4 separate regions of the Mus musculus genome follow, and regions 1, 2 and 3 are each linked to region 4. The links are chromatin contacts, called in public ChIA-PET and HiChIP or PLAC-seq maps. All regions are on one chromosome and are shown on one strand. The core of a region is the stretch at or near the end of the contact, and the rest is flanking DNA. Distances in the headings are between cores, read along the strand shown.

Region 1 (3,458 bases), core at 773-3,272, 920 kb before region 4:
CACAGGTTTCCCCTCAGCACACGCATCCATCCAACCAGCCTGAGGCCAAGGAAGCGGCTAGAAGCTGCAGCACACCACCAGAACTCCAGAACGGTGGTTTGGTTTGGTTTGGTTTTTTGTGAGGTTTCTCTCTATGGAGTCCTGACAAATGCAGCTCAACTATGCAGTGCAAGGCTGACCAATACATGTGTGTCATTAGCAAAGAATCCTTCATCACATGTCCTTTCATGTGCTTGCTTTAGCAGAACATCCCTCTCCTGTGTCTGCTTCAATGAAACCTTCGTTCATGAGTCTGCCTTAGTCTTTCACCTCTGTCCACTTTAATGAAACATTCCTTCATGTGTTTGTCCCAGCAAAACCCATCCAACTGACTTTCCAAAGAACCCTTAAGTTTCCAGTTCAGGACACTATATCCAGACTATAATATATAAGCCATAGTACATATTTATACATATTTATATATAGTACATACTCATATTTATATATGAGTTAATTCTTCAGATGTAGAATTATAAACAACATGATTTTATTTCTCCTGCTTATTTCAGAACTGACATTCATAATAGATAAAAGGATGGAATTAATTTTAAGTTTTCATAAGATTCCCCCTCTTAAAAAAAGAAAAGATTCCCCCTCTTTAAAAACATAACTATGGAGTGAATATAATTGAAGTATACTATATAAATGCATGAAAATACAACAAAACCCATTCTTTTGTACAGTGATTACATACTAATAAGAAAATGGGACTAGCTTTTAAGGATTCTTAAGTACAAGTCAACTGTGTAAGGTGTTTTCTGGATCTGGACGATGGGGCTGCAGGTAAAAGCACTTGCTGAACGTGCCTGAGAGCCTCCATTCAGTCCCTGCGACCCATGGTGCCTGGATATACCTGCCTACCAAAGTCTCCTGGGGTCTCCACATGTTACCCCAGCACACACACACTCACACACACACACACACACACACACACACACACACAAATACACACAAACGCATGCAAACGATAAATACTTTAAAAAGCTACCTCCCACAAATGCTTAAACTTCAATATCTTTGTCTGCAAATGGCAACATTTCCTGAGAGGAGTTTGTAGATCCAGTGGGAAGACAGTCAAGAGATGACAACACAGACTCATGCTACAAAGTATCAGTGAAGGCTTAAAGGTACAGGCACATGCATGTGCACACAGTAAAATGCACAGCAACAACAGCATTCAGCTGTGAACATCAAAGGTCAGTGGCTCACCCCAGTACCATAACAGCGGGCCTGTTTTCAGTGAGGGTGGCCTCTAGCTCCCCCTGCTCTCTGTTAGCTGGCCTTCTCTGAGCAGCACTCCAGGCCTCTCCAACCCATGTGCTCAGATTCTCTTGACCCTTCCACTTGGGGGCAGTTTTGCTGCCTTCTAGTAACAAATCTTATGAGACTCACTAGTAGCTGTATAGGACAGTCAGTGCTAATGTCACCTAACCATAGTTAGAGTGGCATTGGGCAGCCTGCAGATGCTGGACTAAGTTTAGTCATCCATGGCCTACTTTTTCTGACCAATACAGCTAAGTGCCTTTTAGGGACTTTTTTTTTTCTCTAAAACAGATGACTTCATTGTCATTGCTGTGTAATTCTGTGTGACATTTTTCTAGGATCATTATAAAACTCTTTGGTACTAAATAAATGAACAACAACAACATCAAAAAAGAGTCAATATCCTCTCAAAAGAAAAAAAGCTTAACATGTCAGGCAGGCCATGTTTCTCTTCCTTCTCCAGTTGGAAGTGGTAATGTTTGATAAAGAGATGCTTGAAGGATGGCACATACAGATCAGGAATGTACACACAGGAGGCCCCTTGTAAACTTAAGTTCAGCATTTCCTATAACACTGGCTTAGGAGCCTGCAGTCTCTGTGCAGAAACACAGATTCCCATTCACTGGGGCTCCCTTCGGTGCTTTCAGGCTGAGAACTTAGGGGTGACTGGTAGACCAGATTAGGTCAGAGTGCAGTGGAGAGGCTGAAGGGAAGTCCCCGCTGTAGTTTACTGTGCTGTTCTGCCTCTGAAGGCGGAGTTGAGCTTCATTGTTATGGTCTAAGCCTGCAGTCCTGTGAGCGGAAGAAATGTACACATGGCAGAAAAACCTTATGAGGCTTGTAGGGGCAGCAGAGGGGAGAATGGAACCAGGGCTGGGGAGATGGTTTAGTCAGTAAAGTGCTTGCCTCCCAAATGCAAGAGCCGGAGATAGAGCCCATTAAAGGGCTGGGCATTGTGGTGTGCACAGAGAAGGGGGATCCCTAGGGCTCCTCACTGTCTAAAAAGTTAGCCTAATCGGTAAGCTCCAGGCTGTATTGGGATCCTCTTGGAAAGCAGAACTGATAGAATACACACACACACAAAACAGAGAGAGAGAGAGAGAGAGAGAGAGAGAGAGAGAGAGAGAGAGAATATGAATATGAATATGAATGAGAGAGGGGTGGGGGAGAATTTATTAAGGTGGCTGACAGGTTATGGTCCAGCTAGTACAGCAATGACTCTACAAGTAGAAGGTCCAACACTCCAGCAGTTGCTCTGTCCACGAGTCTGGATGTTAGACATGCTTTTGAATGTATGCTGGAATCCTAAAGAAGCTGGCTGTAATACCAGTGAAGGATGGACTTGCCAGTGAGTGTGAGCAAGCTTCCCTGGGAGTCATTTTATACCAGGAGTGGCCCAAGTTAAAGGTGGCTCTTTCCACCTCAGATGATCTGGTTAAGACAGGTGTGCCCTCCTGATTGGGTTTTAGTTCATTGTAGAGCAGATGTAGTCTGGTGTCCCAGCACACGTGTCATGTGAAGGCTTGGTCACCAGCTGGGTGGCGTCTTGAGGATGAAACCTGTGGTTGACCTCTGGCCTGCACAGATGTATGCACATACACTCCATACACATACACACATACATAAAATATGAGATCTGAATTCATCTTCATTCCACACACAATAAAAATAAACATGAAACTGACAGCATTTTAAGGTAAAAGGAAAGGCATGTGGGTTTCTCTGATGGAGACTGGCGTTAAGATTGTATCTGCTTTTCTGGGTCCTTTTCCTTCCTTTTTTAATATTTTGTGTGGCCATTGTAGAAAAGACTGTATTTTAGAACCAAAGAACGGTTCCATATTTAGCAACCCATATTGCATTAGTTCTGAACAGATGTCTCTGGATAAATATTAAAAGCAAACCAGTGATTATTGGGCTGGCAGCGATCATATTTCTATAAAACAGCCTTTTTCTTTTTCTTTTTGCCTGTTTGACTGTGATTAAGCACTCTTATTAGCATCCAGTTTATTCCAGCTGGCCTCAAAGATTCTACTTTTTTTTTTTTAATGCCTCAAGGTTAGAATTAAATTTTCTTACACTTAGTTTTTAACTATAAGAGGTTCCTCAGATTGACTAGAATGTTAAGTTATTGTCTGTTGGGAGCCGCGCCCACA
Region 2 (3,320 bases), core at 686-3,185, 780 kb before region 4:
CAGGGCCGATAACTCCTGAGAGAATCAGGGAAGCTGTACAATTATCACCTTCCTCCCAATGCTCAGGACCCACCGCTGCTTTTCAGGAATGTCTACTGGCTATTGCGAGTCTAAGCTTGCCTTTTATCAAACCTTCTTACTGCCAATGGAGGCCTGGCAGGCTGAACCTGGGGACACTCAGGAGCACCAAATGCAAACAGGGAAGTCTCAACAACTAAACTGTGTTTAAATGGTAAGGATACAATGTAGGCAAAACAGCAAGACCGGCTAATCTGTGCAGACCTATCAGCAAGACTTCATCATAAAACAAAATTGAATTGTCTTTAGCACAGAATTAGTCTTGAGTGCAGGCCCAGAGTTCCTTTTCCAAACTTTTGGGCCAGGTGTGGTGCAGGCTTCAGAAATGCCTGGATCTCAGAATGAAAGCAGTGTTCACAACAGGGACTTCGGAGCACCACCCTCCAGCGTAACACGTGAACGCTCACACTAGAGGGGCCAACACTACAGCTCTGGTCGGATCTGCCATTGCCACTAGAGCTATTTCAACGTTTGGGATGTTGAGGTTTTCAGAATGGCAGACAAAAGACTGTAGACCATCATCTCTGCTTTTTGGATTTTTGAGTGTGCTTGAACTGGATAAAACATGCACATGGGGCTGGAGAGATGGCTCAGCGGTTAAGAGCCCTGACTGCTCTTCCAGAGGTCCTGAGTTCAGTTCCCAGCAACCACATGGTGGCTCACAAGCATCTGCTATGGGATCCGATGCCCTCTTCTGGTGTGTCTGAAGAGAGCAACCATGTACTCACATTAAACAAACAAAACAAACAAGCATGTAATTCTAAAAGTAAATACAAATAGCCACGCAGTATAAGAAGACCGCCGCTCATAGTCCTAGGTAATTAATCCACTTAGAGGCCAAAGGATATGAACAGACTCAGTATTGAAGAAGGCAAACAAAAAGCCAGAAGTTGTTAAGTCAACAACAGTCAATTTCCTTGACATATATAGGAAACACTTAAATTTGCTAGAAAGCAGGTTGGGGAGATGGCTCGGTGGGTAAGGCACCTGCTGCTGCAAGCTTCAGGACCCAGGCTTGGATCCCCAGCACATATAAAAGAAGCCAGGCATGGTGCTGTAACCCCAGAGCAGAGGAGCAGAAACAGGCAGATCCTGCGAGCTCACTGACCAGCTCAGTGTGGCCAGAATGTGGCTCCATGTCCAACGAGAGACCATCTCAAAAAATATGGTAAAGGGTTCGAGAAAAAGACTCTGACATTGAGCTGTGGCATCATCTATTGGAGTAGGAACCTGCTCTAACACATCAAAACCCCAAATTACTAGAAATTCAGGCTTTAAATCCATGTGGTCTTAAAAAAAAAACAAAAAACCAAAACGAAACCCCTACACAGTGTGCTTTTCAATGTAAAGCTGAGCGATCAACTAGTTCCCCAGGAAGAGTGAAATCAGTCAACATGCTCCCCCCAGGAAGAAATGATTATCAAGATGAGTCAGAAATCACCCAAGTTTAGTTACCTCCAGACCCTTCTGAGACTTCTCAGACTCATTTTGAGAAGTTAGCTAAACACTGTGGTATAAGAATTTCTTCTCGGTCGTCTCCCAGGAATCCCCACTAATGTGGTTGTGTCTTGCTATGGCCTTGCTTCTGTATCCCCATGTGGTCCTCACTGCCCCCATCACCTCCATTCCATACCCTATCCCCAGTGAATTCTAGAAACTGAAGCATGTCTACAAACACACAGTGTGGCCCAGTCTTGGGGAACAACTTCAAATTTTAAAAAGGACTTTCATCTAGGTTCACTGCTTGCTAAATATAAAAATAATGATTCAACAGGAAAATTGGGTAAGTCAGGCAAGAAATACTGCCTGTTTTTGAAGATTCTGCTGTCTCCGTGGTTATAGCTGTTAACCACAGCTTTCAGCTTTGGACCCAACAGCTTGATACATTGTTAGCATTGGCTGGTGTTTTTAGCATGCAAACGTAAACCCCTTAGCAACAATGTTGTCTAGGGAATTGGAAGGCTTAGATTCTCCTGAGTTCTAGATACATTGCAGGTGACCACTAACTGTCTCCTTACTGGTGAGGGGCTAGTTTGAAGATAACATCTTTTACACGGTGCTAGATTGATATCATTTATCATCATTTTTTATTTTTGTTGAGACAAGGTCTTACTGTAGCTCAGAATGGCCTGCAATTCATAACCCTGTCTCTGTTTCCAAAATGTTCAGATTATAGATGTGTACTCATAGAGCCCGACATAAACTTTTGTGTGAAATGAAAAAAAAAAACTATGAAGAATATAACAGACACTGTCCTACCCTGAATAGTTTGGTTCAATGCTAATAATGTGCTACGTTTGTATCTTTTTATTTTAAAGACAACAACAACAACAAAAACCTTGAAGGCTTAAAACCTTCTTATGCCTGCCTTATCTAGATCCTTCCCCATGGGGGGGGGGGTCACCAGCCTTTGAAATGGGGGTGACAGCATGTTTGTTTTTCTAGGTGTGACACAGAGCTCCCTAACTCTTGTTTCCACAACTTAAGGTTTCACCTGCTGCTTGTGTTGTACAGTCAATGTTACAATGTTACAGTGTTACAATGTTACAGTGTTACAATGTTACAGTGGTATAGTGTAACAAATGTTCCCTGGCTCATTTTTCTCACTGCCTGACTTTGCACCATTTCTAACCATTGGTCTGTATTATTTCATATTTCCTCAGGCAGAATAAAGTCCCTAAAGGGCTTTCATAATATAGTTTCATTTAATGTAACAGACAGCTGTCCTACCCTGACTAGTTTGGTCCAATGTTAACAATGTGCCACATTTGTATCTTTTTCTTTATTTTAAAGACAAAAACAAAAAACAAAAAATCTTGAAGAATTAAAACCTTCTTCATTTAAGTGGGCAATGCTTTTGAACTTAAGTTTAGATTTACACTGATATTAAATCTGCACACAAACCCTCCAGATACCTTCAAGCTATAATTTCTGTGAGTTTCTGTCTACATTGAAGGCAGCAGACCTGGATACTGGTTTAAGACGGCAGTGAAAAATGAAAACTTAGAAAACAAATGGTTTCTGAGCAAGTTGGATCCAGTTCCTGAAGTTGTCGAACAGAGTTACTAAGGGCTCGGTGTGGCACTCTAGACTCTCCTTGACTTCCACCTAACATTTGTCTTTGAAAAACAAGTCACACTGTTTAACAGCACAAAGATCTTGAGAATGAAGGATGCTGAAGGCGGAGAGGCACACTCACCTGCTCTGGATGCTGAAGGCGGAGAGGCACACTCACCTGCTCT
Region 3 (3,256 bases), core at 484-2,983, 730 kb before region 4:
GCATTACATTTACAGTTGCATTTATTTGTGCATTTATGTGCCAGTGTGTGTGTGTGTGTGTGTGTGTGTGTGTGTGTGTGTGTGTGTAGGGCACACTCGTGTGCTACAGTGGGCATGGGGAAGCCAGAGGACACCTCACAGGAGTCAATTCTCTGCTTGCACCACCCGGGGGCGTACTTAACATTGTCAGGAACCTGCAAACTGCTCTCCACAGCAGCCTACAGTTTACATTCTCATCAGTAAGCTACGGGTGCTCCGATTTACCACATTTGGACAGTTCTTCCTGTTGTCTGGTTTTGGTTATAGCCATCCTAGTGAGTGTAAGGAGAGATCTGAAGATGGCTTTAGTTTACATTTCCATTGGGATCAATGATACTGATTGAGTATCCTTTTATATGTATATCAGGGTGTGTGTGTGTGTGTGTGTGTGTGTGTGTGTGTGTGTGTGTATCTTGGAGAAATGCTAACCCAAGTGCTTTGATAGTTTAAAGGTTGTTTGTTTGCTTTTTCATTATTGAGAAATGAAGACTATTATTTTGGACGTTAGACCCTTCCTACAGATTGTGCAGCTATCTTCTCCAAACTGAAGCATTCTGTTCTGGGGAGAGGAAGGGGAAAACTCGAAGGCTTAGAAAGCTCAGGAACATTACAGGAAGCTCAGAAAGCTACTAGCCTCACACACAATCCCTCCCACAGCAATTGCCCTGGAGCGGAGCCTTTTTGGTGTTGCTGCCTACAAACTGGGCTACAGGCTCTTGGATGTGGCTTACATGCACTGCTAGCTGGGGTAGGAGACTTTGGGTGATGGAACTGGTCACCCATGCTTCTGCCAATAACCGTAATAAACTCATTTGTTCAGCAAGTAAGACTTTGGGGGAGTGGTTTCCTTACTTCTCCTTGGTGCCCCAACTGTAGTGAACAGACATTTGGTCACACCTCCTGAGGAATATTCACACAACATCCCGTGTGGAATTGGCAGAGTCTCCCATTCTATTGGGTTTTGGGAGGTAGGGGCAGAGGTTGTTTGTTTTTGAGACAGGGTTTCTCTGGGCAGCTCTGGCTGGCCTCGAACTCACTCTGTAGAGCAGGCTGGCCTCAAACTTGGAGATCCACCTGCCTCTGCCTCCCAAGTGCTGGGATTTGCTCAGACTGTTGTCTGAGTTGCCACCCTGCTCATTCCCTAGTGGTTATTTTCACTTTCTTGATAAAATCCTTCAATGTTACAGGTTCTTAGATTTGTTAGGGTCTAATTTACCCCAGCCCCTGTGTATTGCTTCTGCGTTTGATCCCAGACCCAAGACCCCATTTCATTAAGGTCATGATGCTTTCCTCCTGTGTTCTTCTAAAAGTTTTATTGGTTTAGCTCTTGACATAAGCTATTGATCTATTTTGAGTTTCCTCTTACATGTGGTGTAATAACTAAGCTTCATTCTTTGGCTTGGTCTATCTCGTCTGGACTGTTGAAAAGAGGAGAAATATTTTTTGAGGCAGTGGTATACTGTGGTCACCTAAATGATGCAGGGCCTGGGGAACCAGCGTGGTTTTCAGGGTCTCAGTGTGTAAGCTACTGGAGAGTGGAGCAGGGTGGACTGCTGTGGCCAGCTGAGGAGACAAATCACTCCCTCTCGGCTGGAGCAGCGTCAGCAGGCACCCGGACTCCCATGAGCGGCTGGAGTAGAGAGGAGAGATGGCTCTTGATAGCGCCAAGGTCAAACTTTGCTGAGGCAGCAGCAGTGGTGAGCCAAGGCCACCAGAGGGCACAGCAGAGGTGGTACCCAGTGGGAACACATGAAATGGCCTCTTGGGGTCACGTGGCAGCCAGAGAAGCTGCTCGGAGGCTAGGAGGGAAAGGGCATGGAGCCAGGTGGCGGTGGCGGTTCGGAGCCCCACGGAGGTAGATCATTACGGTGGCAGGTCGGAGCCCCACGAGCCGGGTCTTTACGGTGGCAGTGGCAGGTCGGAGCCCCAGACCATTGCCGAGAGTCATTGCTTGTCCTCTACCACAAGGAATGAGTTACAGTTCCCTTCCCTTTTCAAAATGCAGCTCAAAAGAGCGCGTTCTGTCTTCAGGGCCCCAGCTCTCTGTGAGAAACTCTGCACCAGACTTGAAAATTAAGCTGTGTTTGCCAAACATAGTTTTTGAATGACTGCTTTTTAAGGTCACTGATCATATATGCAGCAGAGAAAATATAGGAAGAAAGAGGGATCATTGACTTAAAACTTGTGGGGAAGGGAGTCCCGAAAAGCTAATAGGCTTCTGTAATAGTCACCTGTTTCAAAATTTTCAGATGTCAGGGCAACAGCTCATCCTTACTTTCACACAATTCCTGGGCATTTTTCATTATGCAGTAAGCGTAAGATTTGAAATTAAGTTTCCAGATGAAGGAAGAGATCCCCACCCTAAGGCCTTCCTGTCACATAACTAAGACAACTGAGGACAATAACCCCCCTGAAAGGGTTAATTCTGCAAAACAAAACAGCCCCCCCAAACCCCCAAAGAAAAAACAACAAAAAAAGAAAACAAAAACAAACAAACAAACAAAAATGAACCCCAGAGAAAACCACGAGGTGCTTTTTGGAACATTCCTGATAACGCACACATCTGTATTACACTCTCAACCCCATGGGCCTGGTGCCATCTCTGAATAGCAGAGAAACACTGAGCCAATGCCTGACAGGATCGTTCAGAGCCAGAACCCCAGGAAAGCCCCAATAATAACTAAAATCTACAAAAGGAAACAGCGGTAAGGCCCATTGCCCTTTTATTAAAGATGCTATTTCAAACCTGCCCCACTGCTGAAATCGGGGGGGGGGGGGGGGCGCTGATCTGGCAGCGGCAGCAACCACACGGTGGTATCAGGTGGTATCAGCCCGAGGGAGATACATTTATAGGCATCAACAACCTAAAAGAAGGATGCTCTAAAAGTGGTTTGAAAGAAGGACACTTTGGACCCGTTAAACACAACACAAATGTTACAATGTGTGTAAGCCAGCGGCCTCTGCATGTCTAGTGAGGGTGGTGGCCTAAGCGGAGTACAGCAGCGTATCCATCCACTTTATGAACTGAGTCAGGTAAATGATACAGCGGTCAAGGGTACCTGCCAGTAGCTTTGTTGAGGCAGGAGAGGAGAATCACAATGAAGTTTTTCCTTCTGTTCTTTAAAACATTGTTAAGGTTGCTATTTTTTCTGTTGCAGGGAGGGGACATTCCCTTTTAGTTACCTGTAAAAGGATACAAACTCCAATGCACTGGGCA
Region 4 (3,506 bases), core at 268-2,767:
AAGGCATATTGAAAAGCCATGTAGTTAACTGACTAGTCTTGAAACAATCCTTAAACGCTGGTGCTGGTGTACAGCTTTATTCCCAGCACTCAGGAGGTAGAGGCAGGCTGATCTCTGTGAGTTCGAGGCCAACCCTGGCTAAAGAGTGAGTTCCGGGACAGCCAGGGCTACACAAAGAAACCCTGGCTCAAAAAGAAAAAAAAAAAAACACCCCCCCCAACAAAAAGCAAAGTAAACAAAACAACAACAAAACGGGCAGTTAAGAGCACTGAATGCTCTTCTGAAGGTCCTGAGTTCAAATCCCAGCAACCACATGATGGCTACAGTGTACTCATATACATAAAAATAAAAAATGAATCTTAAAAAAAAATACAGCAGAATGTTTGTACTTGCGCGGTAGCTTCTCTTTTTAAAGATATTGCACAGTTTCCTTTACTATTCACAGCGGTCCTGTGTAAAGTGCCCTGTGTCCTCTTGATCCACAGAGGGCAGTGCAGACACTGGGACCCACCCTGCTAAGGCCACCACTGGACTCTGGTGGGATCTTTGCAAGGTTAGAGGACTATCCTGCAGTTCAGCTGACTCCAGCTTGAGATTCGGTGGCCAGGAGCAGAGAGTGACTGCCTCTTCAGATTGCCCACAGGTTGCAGGGGAGTGCCAGCGGCTCTTTGGGGCGTCAGAGCGATCTGGGTTTGGATCCTCAAGCCCTGAGCAAACCCAAACCATTGAGCGTTACCTCTGGAAAATGTTTTGAGTCTGAATTTTCTCATCAATAGAGCATATATGACATTGGTTCTCAATATGTGGGTCCTGACCCTGTTAAGGGGGAGTTATCAAAAGACCGTTTTAGAGGGAGTATATATATCATGCACATCATATATTTACATTACAATTCGTAACAGTAGTAAAATTACAGTTATGAACTAGAAATGAAAATAATTTTACGGTTCGGGGTCACGACAACATGAGGGACTGTATTAAAGTGTGGCAGCATTAGGAAGGTTGAGAGCCACCGATCTATATTTTGCTTTATTTCATGTTTTACTGACAAATTGAAGACATGATCGCTTGGGTCACAGAAAGCATTAGTGAACTGGCAGCTCCAAATACCAAGGCTTTGGAACTCTGAGGAGTTCCTTGCTCCCTATTCTTTTCATTTATTTATTTTTCCTTGCTCCCTATTTTAATGGCACTTGTTTCCATGAGGTTCACGTGGAGGAAAAGTGAGAGGGATAGGAGAGAGTGGAGAGGTTTGGCAACCTCGCTTAGGTTGCAAAAGCTCAGGTCCCAATCGCACCTAGGACGCTCGCCTCTGCTCACTGCTTGGGGGACCCTGGCAAGAAAGCTCCTGGAATCCGGGAAGGGTGCTGGGAAGGAAAGCCTGGTAAGCAGGGGGCGGGACCCGGGGGCGGGCTTATGGAAAACAGAGGGCGTGGTCCGTGGCTCAGGGGCGGGGCCGCGGGCGGGGTCCAACAGAGTTTCTTTGCTGCGCGCGCCACGTCTCCCTCAGTGAGCGTGTGGAGGAGACGGCCGGGGAGGGAACAGCCGCGTGGGGCGGGAACTAGCTCCTCTCGCGAGAGTTGGCGACGGCCGCGGCGGCGGCGGCGGCGTGTCCGTGAGAGCGGCGTGGGGGCGGGGAGGAGAGCGGCGGCGGCGGCGGCGGCGGCGGCGGTAGCGGCGTCCGAGCTACGCCACACGGGGCCGGGGCGCTGGGAGCCGGGAGCCGGAGCGCAGCGCGGGGTCGTGGCGACGGCGGTGAGGGGAGCGCGGCGGAGGAGGCGGAGCCATGGCGGGCCAGCAGTTCCAGTACGATGACAGCGGGAACACCTTCTTCTACTTCCTCACCTCCTTCGTGGGGCTCATCGTGATCCCCGCCACCTACTACCTCTGGCCGCGAGACCAGAACGCGGGTGAGTCCCGTCGGCGGCCCGCTCTGGCGCGCTCGGGCGGACGCTCCGCTCCGCTCTTCTCCGCTCCGCTCCGGGCCGCGCCGTCCTGCCCGCCGGTGCTGCTCCGCGTCCCAGGGACGCCGCCTGGGCGGCGGGGCCTGAGGGCCGCTGTCCACGGGGCCGGAGCTCGGCGGCGATTTCCGGGGCTGTCCGCCCGCCTGCGTGGTCCGCGGGAGTTTGGCGGGGATCCGATCCGCATTGTTCTGGACGCCCCTCGCCTGCCGCCTCTTTGTCTCCCCAGCCTCGGCTTTGTTGGGTGTTCTTTCTGGAGGGAGCGGGCTGGGCTGGGACGGGGGGCGAGAGAAGAGTTGGCCGAGGGGGAATAAGAGCGTGTGGGCACAACTCCGCATCCTTCGCTCCCGTCACCCTTTCTCCCTCTTGTCCCGGTGTCCCCGCTGCAGCTGTTGGTACAGATGTTTGGGGGCACCCCTAAGCTGGGTGTCATGTTTGGGACTTCCAAGTGAGCTCACCAGCAGCCCACCCCGTCACTTCCTCCGGTTGCTTTTTTCATTTGTTCAATCACATCGTGGGGGTTGGAGAGCGCTGCCGTTATTCCTTTTATAAAAGCACAAATAGGATTTTCTCCGTTTCCTTTCCTCTGGAGTTTCCTGTTTACAACGGAAAAGTGCAGGCATGAAGGATTAAGCGGGATTCGTTGATGGAAGGAGGTAGTTGGTGGGGTCGCAAGCTCCTTTGCTTTTAGTTCTCGAGTCTTTCCACATTAAAGGTCGCGTCAGAACGCAACCCAGTGCAGTTTCCGGGGATGTTAGGTTTAAGATTGTAATGTTGGATTCTGTGTTGCACTTTACTAAGACATATGGCACCGGTTATTCTTAAAGCTGATGGCACTTACAGCAAGCGCCTAATGGGTTATTTCTGGTGGTGGTAACCATAATTAGTAGGTTTCGAGTATAACAGCGGCTCTGGGGGAGAGCGTTCTGTGTCTGCTAAGTTGCTTTTAGGTTGGGTGTGGTGATGATCTAAGTTGTCTAGGTTGTGCACTGCAGCTTGGGAAGAATTGTTAGCAGTGAAGCTCAGGACTTGTTACACTTTGAAGAGAGAGTTCAATGTCCTATAAAATTATCTAGTTTCATAATAGAACTCAAGTAAATTTAAGATAAAGAGCAAGCAACACTTGCATCTCTTTTGTACATTTCACAATAAGCGGAGTAGCAACAATTTACCCAAAGTTACTAGCCTCCGTCGTTTCTCATTCTGGGTTGCTTTATGAAATTTTCACTTCGGACTCTTGAGTTCTGTGTTTCCAAGTTTGTTTAGATATATATATATATATTTTTAAATCAGTGGCTGTATGTACTTTTGGTGTCATAATACAGAAAATGTTTTTTTTTTTTCCTTGACTGCTCGCCCACTTAAGCCAATTTTTTCAGTATTTTAAGTTAAATGCCCAGTGTGATGGCTCACAAATATTATTCCAGGCCTTTGAGAGGTGGAGGCAGGATGATTAATAAGAGTTCAAGGCCACTGACATAGGCTGCATAGTGAGTTCAAAGTCAGTCTGGCAACCTGAGAGATGTCCTCTCAGAAATAGGCCGG

What was found. ChIA-PET counts read pairs in DNA pulled down with a chosen protein or histone mark. HiChIP or PLAC-seq counts read pairs in DNA pulled down with a chosen protein or histone mark.
Region 1: a contact with region 4 is called in an H3K27ac HiChIP or PLAC-seq map of thymic regulatory T cells, with 4 times the contacts expected there. The contact joins the enhancer-like site here to the promoter of Sec63 in region 4. A contact is called at or near these places in 6 of 39 promoter capture datasets (the 3T3-L1 cell line, frontonasal cranial neural crest, hippocampal neurons and 2 more) and 4 of 115 datasets of contacts at active chromatin or transcription factors (bone marrow-derived macrophages, cardiomyocytes, double positive thymocytes and 1 more).
Region 2: a contact with region 4 is called in an RNA polymerase II ChIA-PET map of memory CD8 T cells, with 11 read pairs. The contact joins the enhancer-like site here to the promoter of Sec63 in region 4. A contact is called at or near these places in 8 of 39 promoter capture datasets (embryonic stem cells, frontonasal cranial neural crest, hematopoietic stem and progenitor cells and 4 more) and 7 of 115 datasets of contacts at active chromatin or transcription factors (astrocytes, embryonic hindbrain, extraembryonic endoderm stem cells and 4 more).
Region 3: an H3K4me3 HiChIP or PLAC-seq map of bone marrow-derived macrophages shows a contact between it and region 4, with 4 times the contacts expected there. The contact joins the enhancer-like site here to the promoter of Sec63 in region 4. A contact is called at or near these places in 4 of 39 promoter capture datasets (cranial neural crest, hippocampal neurons, liver and 1 more) and 3 of 115 datasets of contacts at active chromatin or transcription factors (astrocytes, bone marrow-derived macrophages and forebrain).

What each region holds. Positions count from the first base shown.
Region 1 is chr10:41,837,094-41,840,551 of GRCm38.p6, forward strand. The region is part of intron 1 of Sesn1 (sestrin 1); the gene reads left to right. Among named protein-coding and RNA genes, the nearest start is that of Sesn1, 28 kb to the left of the region's middle. Within about 2 kb of position 2,023, at least 16 of the 459 cell types and tissues checked have an H3K27ac peak or open chromatin away from gene starts, as enhancers often do. A contact at or near this core is called in hippocampal neurons and thymic regulatory T cells, where this site is marked.
Region 2 is chr10:41,977,101-41,980,420 of GRCm38.p6, forward strand. The region is part of intron 6 of Armc2 (armadillo repeat containing 2); the gene reads right to left. Among named protein-coding and RNA genes, the nearest start is that of Gm33058, 20 kb to the left of the region's middle. Within about 2 kb of position 1,936, at least 78 of the 459 cell types and tissues checked have an H3K27ac peak or open chromatin away from gene starts, as enhancers often do. A contact at or near this core is called in hematopoietic stem and progenitor cells, memory CD8 T cells and pre-B cells, where this site is marked.
Region 3 is chr10:42,029,463-42,032,718 of GRCm38.p6, forward strand. No RefSeq gene overlaps it. Among named protein-coding and RNA genes, the nearest start is that of Gm51798, 12 kb to the right of the region's middle. Within about 2 kb of position 1,734, at least 61 of the 459 cell types and tissues checked have an H3K27ac peak or open chromatin away from gene starts, as enhancers often do. A contact at or near this core is called in bone marrow-derived macrophages, where this site is marked.
Region 4 is chr10:42,759,979-42,763,484 of GRCm38.p6, forward strand. It overlaps Sec63 (SEC63-like (S. cerevisiae)), which reads left to right and starts at 1,518. Exons shown (of 21, transcript NM_153055.3): 1 at 1,518-1,910. The coding sequence starts at 1,787.